2 separate regions of the Mus musculus genome follow, and region 2 is linked to region 1. Evidence: chromatin contacts called from public promoter capture Hi-C data. All regions are on one chromosome and are shown on one strand. The core of a region is the stretch at or near the end of the contact, and the rest is flanking DNA. Distances in the headings are between cores, read along the strand shown.

Evidence for each region. Capture Hi-C pulls out chosen DNA fragments and counts their contacts.
Region 2: a contact with region 1 is called in a promoter capture Hi-C map of pancreatic islet. The contact joins two enhancer-like sites. A contact is called at or near these places in 2 of 9 other capture datasets (embryonic stem cells and pancreatic islet).

Annotation. Positions count from the first base shown.
Region 1 is chr8:24,863,306-24,866,267 of GRCm38.p6, reverse strand. It overlaps Adam32 (a disintegrin and metallopeptidase domain 32), which reads left to right. Exons shown (of 22, transcript NM_153397.2): 18 at 1,816-1,921; 19 at 2,723-2,879. Among named protein-coding and RNA genes, the nearest start is that of Adam5, 40 kb to the right of the region's middle. Within about 2 kb of position 1,402, at least 15 of the 459 cell types and tissues checked have an H3K27ac peak or open chromatin away from gene starts, as enhancers often do. A contact at or near this core is called in pancreatic islet, where this site is marked.
Region 2 is chr8:25,160,878-25,163,799 of GRCm38.p6, reverse strand. Tacc1 (transforming, acidic coiled-coil containing protein 1) reads left to right here. Exons shown (of 13, transcript NM_177089.5): 12 at 2,485-2,605. Among named protein-coding and RNA genes, the nearest start is that of Mir8108, 3.1 kb to the right of the region's middle. Within about 2 kb of position 1,634, at least 3 of the 459 cell types and tissues checked have an H3K27ac peak or open chromatin away from gene starts, as enhancers often do. A contact at or near this core is called in pancreatic islet, where this site is marked.

The sequences.
Region 1 (2,962 bases), core at 153-2,652:
CTCCTCTCTCTCTCTCTCTCTCTCTCTCTCATCTGCATGTTGGTAAGGGTGGGGTATCAAAATGTCCCCAAAACATTGCATCTCACCAGCCTATTCCTTTATAGGCAATAATCTCTCTTTCATCAAACTGGGAGTGCTGACAACCTGTGCATGTTTATGTTGACAATCACTAGGCCTTTCTGGTGAACTGTTTCCTTCATTGCTTCTAATTTTGCCTTGTGGTCACCTTTTAGGATATCTGTGACATATGTGTAAATGTATTTATATGATGTATAAATGTATGTATGTATAAATATACATATAGTTAGGATATATATCACATATTTAGGATATATGTCACAGATTATATATCATATATATTTAGGATATATATTACATATTTATTCAGGATATACATCATATATATATTTAGGATATACATCATATATATATATATATGATATATAACATATGTTCAGGACATACATGCACATCTAATTCCTGATGTGTGTTTGTGTGTGTGTGTGTGTGTGTGTGAGAGAGAGAGAGAGAGAGAGAGAGAGAGAGAGACTGCAGCTCACACTCAAGATTTAACATCTCACTACACCATCTTCACGCTTCCCTTTCTACAAACCTGTGTGCTCATCAGGGCAGGTGCTGTCCCACCCTCACCTCAGAGAATAGTCATCTGTTTGTTTGTTTGTTTGTTTATTAGTAAATCTAATCAGCCAGCCTGTGTCATGTGATATTAAAGAGTATTTGCTTGTCACGTTTTGAGACAAGTACCTACTTTGGAGCCCAAGCCTGCCTAAGAACCAGTGTCTTTTCTGCCTTAGCCGTGTGAGTGCTGGGGTTCTAGGCTTGTGCCTCCACACCTGGCTTTGGCTTTAAGGGTTCTTCTGCATCCTTCCCAGCAGTGCATCTCTAAAGTCCCATGGAGGAGACTTTGTAGTGATGCCTGTCTGTGGCTCTAAATGTCCTTTTGCACACTACTTCTCTCTATATATGGCTAATGCTCTGCTGTAATTTAGTTGAATGGGCTTTCAACTAAAGATTACAGCATCAGGTCCTTCTAGCCCCTGATGTTCACACCAGAGTCCTCAAAAGTAAGGCCACGATGGATCATGTTTGAATTATTGTTTATCTGAGTGATGAACTCGGGACGATGATGTGAGGACTTTCTGTGTGAACTAGTCTGTTGATGGTGCTTCTCACTGTGATTTTTTTTCATTGCCAATAATTTTCATTTGGCTCCCTGCCCCCAAATCTCAATTTCTTTGCATTTAGAAAATTTATTCTCATGGAAGTTGCTGAGGTTTTTTTTTTTTTTTTTGTTTCGATTTAGATCCAGTTAAGATGGCATTAAGCTGAGTAACAGGAAAAGCATCCAATTGCTAGTAAATGATTCACAATCAGCCTGGGGAAGGTCCAGGTCTTTCCTTGTAAAGGCTGATGGCTGAAACAGCCGACAGTCTACAGAACCTAGACAAGGGAAAAGACAGATGCTGACATCTGGCCTACTGCCTGCAACACACTGCCAGGTTTAGAGATGATCTATGTGCCTGAAACTGCTCTCTAAATTTAAGGGCAAACATTTGAATTCACTACAGTTTCTTCATACAAATATAAGTCTCTCTTCGCAGTTTTTAAACATGTCTTCCTTTGATGTGTGAGTTTTAGCCTAAGAAACCAGATATTCCCTCTATGGAATTCTCTATTTAAATCAAAATGAATTCAGTCATTCTTGGCTAAGATAAAAAAGTAAATATTATAACCTAGCACATAATTTCATAATTAGAAGAAAATCATTTACACTAACATTCAAACTAACCCTAGGTGTGCAATTCTCATGGTGTCTGCCACTGCAATGCCGGCTACTCACCTCCCAACTGTCAATATCCTACGACAAAAAGGTCAGCATCGCTGTGGTCTGGCAAGCACGGCAAGTATCTCTGTCTTTAAATAGCTATTGAGAAAAAGTTATAAGATCACTTATTTTCATCCAAAGAAAGCCACATTTTACCACCTGGAAAGAGACTGATAATATTTGGAATCAAAAGATTTTTTTTCCTCAAATAATGGGACCAAATATTATTAACTCTGCTCATAGTTTCTGTTACATGGGTGTGAGGCCAGTAGGGTGCCTTGGGCTATCCGTTTTTTTCTTTTTTCTTTTTTTTTCTCTTTCTCTTTCTCTCACTTTCTCTTTCCCTCCCTCCCCCTCCCCCTCCCCCCTCTCATTCTGACATCTCTATCATTTGGGAGAGATCCGCATCTGCTTTTTATCACATTTACAAATTGTGTGGGAACTCAGTAATGCAATTTGATGTATAGAAATACAATCCTAAGGTAGGAAGATAATAATCTGTTGCCTACAAAGGAGGTACTATATTAGCATAGTGAGGTTCTGTTGAGAATCCTGTAGTGAGTGAAAGTCAGGCAGTCTTACTGTAAGCAACCTGCACTTCAGATCACTAGATTTCCAGCACTCACAGGGCTATAAGGGGGTTTTATTGTAGTCACGAAATGGTGTAGAATAGTCTGGAAACCTTTGAAACATTGTTTCCATGTCTTGGGGTCGATCTTAGATAAAGTTTCAAATGCTGTGCTACTGTACTTAACTTTTCCATGTTACTTAATTGACAAGGGGGGGGGGACGACCAAAAGAAATCATTTAAATATATTTATTGTATCTTGAAAGTAAATTATGCCTTCTAATGGCTCACATACCTTTTATTTTTAGATCTGCCCATGGAAAGAGCATCTAAGAACCAAGAAAAGAAGTGGCTTTTAAGTTTGTACATTGTCTTAATTATCCTCGCTTCAGTGTTCCTCATAGGCACAGGGTGGAAAGGCTTGAAACAGTGCGGTTCCAAGGAAGAGGAGTCCATGAGTAGCGAGTAAATTGGACTTATGTTTCAAAGTTACATTAAAGTAGCATTAGGACCTTGCTACATAAAGTGTCTGGAGAAGCAGTGGGGCC
Region 2 (2,922 bases), core at 385-2,884, 300 kb before region 1:
ACGTAGCATTTACTCTATTGGGAGGAGTTTACTTTACGTTATCGTAGTAAAATTGCATGTGTTTCAGTGGTTGTCTATTTAAACACCTGCTCTATCATGATTGACTCTTCTTTGCCCTTCCTGTTGTAACTTAGTGTGTCACATATGAGGGGCACTGGCTTTCATTGCAAATTGTAATTCAATTTCCAACTTAATATTTGTGTGTATGTGTGTGTGTTGACCCTGTCTATGAAGAAGAGAGTAAATCTTTGTTTTGTTTTTACTGTTGTGGGATTGAACCCAGAGTTGGCACATACTTGACAAAGAGCTCTGCCTTAGCGCTCTCTCCTCAGCTTTGCAGTGTGCTGTGATGGCAGGAAGATGACTTACTTCAGGGTTTTTGAGTCAGGGTCTCCCCCTATAGTTCAGGTGGACCTTGAACTTGCCTCGGCCTCCTGGGTGCTAAACTTAATGGCATGTGACACCATATATTCAAAGGTGACAAGAGTCACTTTGTTTGCAGTTTCTGGATTCCCTATGACAGCGTTCCAGGTAGAGAGAATTTTCTTCCCATTTCCCTTCTAACACTCTTAGGACTTTCAGTCCTGAAGTCCACTAATACATTTTGGAATTTACCCCAGAGAATGGTGTTTTTGGTTTTTTGACACAGGGTTTCTCTGTATAGCCCTGGCTGTCCTGGAACTCACTCTGTAGTCCAGGCTGGCTTCAGAAATCGACCTGTCACTGCCTCCCATGTGCTGGGATTAAGACAAGCTCTTTTTAAAAGATGAAATCTCACTGTGTACTCCTGACTTGCCTGGAACTCCTCTCAAACTCAGAGATCCCCCTGCCTCTGCTGGGACCAAGGGACAAGTGCCATGATCGTCAGCTTCCACCCTAGTTTCTAACTACAAAGTAGTACAGTTGGTGCATTCTGTGGTCCGTACTTCTAGCTTCAAAAATGTCTCTCCTCTACACTCTCTTATGGCCTCATTAAGGATTTCGTTGTTGTGTGTCCTTCTGTTGTGTTTGTGCTTTACAAGCTACAAAGATGGTATCTTCCTATTGTTGTTGCTTTGAGATATACATCAAAATAGCCTACACATTTTCCTTGTCATGTAATGGCATATTAGAACCATTTTCCATGTCAGAACACACAGCTCGGTCTAATTCCATTATTAGACCGTAGGATCTTTTTAGAAAACATTTCATTTATTTTTATATCATGCGTGTGAGTATTTTGTCTGCATGTATGTCTGCATCACCTGCATGCCTGATGCCCATGGAGGCCAGAAGAGGGTGAGCCACCATGTGGAGCCTGGGTCCTTTGTCAGAGCAGCCAGTACTCTTAAACACTGAGCCAACTCTGACTGCGACTGTCTTTCTTTACTGATGAGCATTTAGACTGGCTCAGACTCTCCATGTTGAAAGCAGACACATTAGCAGGTTATTTCTGTGCAGAGTTAGCAAAAGATGGAATTACTGTGTCCTGAGATATGTATATTTTGGGTTTTCTTCATTCCCACTTTGTGCTTCCCCTCCTTCCCTGTTTTGTCGTGGTTCTGTTGTTCTTTGAGTTCTTAGGACAAGACCATACTGTACTTTTGACCACGCACAGCTCAGCGATAGGCCACCCACTCAGCAGGCACAAGATCCTGGCTTCAGTCATCTTCCCCTCCCCCCACCCCACCCTGCACACATCACGCCACCCAAAGTGCTTAGCACATTAATTTTTATGTCTCCTTGCTGGTGAGGTTGTGGCAGCTTTGTGGATTAGCCAGATGTTTATTAAGTGACCTGCTTCCTCTCTGATCTCATTGATAAAGACACTTCTGAGGTCAATAACTCACAGACATCGGTAGGGCAACAGTTGACAGTGGGAAAACCTGGGATTATTCCACATGAGAGCCTGTCACTCTAATACAAAGGTCAGACTGCCACGGGCAGGTGCTTTGCTGTAGAGTGGCCTTCATGCACCGTTTACTTGGAAAGGAAGTCTGTTGGACGACTCCTTTAAAAACTAGGATTGTTATGAAATTACCTAATTCATTTTCCGCATGAAACACAAAACTTGAAGAATATTGATTTCTGCCGCCAGGATGTCCCATGGAAAAGTGCTTAGTGGTTTCATATAAATTGCATTTTGTAGGTCACTGGTTCCTGGTTTCCTCTGATCACGCAGTCAGTTCATTTGAGTCTGTATAGAAATTTATTTATTTACTTATTTATTTATTTATTTAAATATATGCATGCTCTGCCTGCATGCCGGAAGAGAGCATCAGCTCCCATTATAGATGGTTGTGAGCCACCTTGTGGTTGCTCGGGACCTCTGGAAGAGCAGCCAGTGCTCTTCTTAACCACTGAGTCATCTCTCCAGCCCCGAGTCTATGTTTTGTGAAAGTCAGCAGTTGGCATCCCGTCTTCCTGCCTCTCTGTCTGTCCCTGGTCGCTAATCTGTGTCCTTTTTTATCTCTTCTCCCAAACGAACCCAAAACACCATCACAGAGCCAACGAGGAGATTGCTCAGGTTCGCTCCAAGGCGAAGGCTGAGAGTGCCGCTCTCCATGCCGGACTCCGGAAGGAGCAGATGAAGGTGGAGTCCCTGGAGAGGGCTCTTCAGCAGAAGGTATGGAGGGGTCTGTCATGGAGGGGCTCCTGTCGCTGACACAGGGACATCTGGCTGCCCTCCTCCACTCTGGCTCCTGTCAGTCCTTGGTAGACCTAGCTTGTCACAGATCTGGAGCAAGGAAGGTGGCTTTGATCTTTTTACTCAGTTGCTGCAGGCTGGCTCCCTTATGAAGTGATTCTCGGGACACACATCACATTATTAACCAAGAGTAGCAGGAGTCCTCAGCCACTGCTAGGTTTCAGAAGGCAAACACGGTGTTTTAGCCAGGAGTCCAGGGGCTTGGACACGTGGTCTGGGTCCCACAGCTGCCTTTC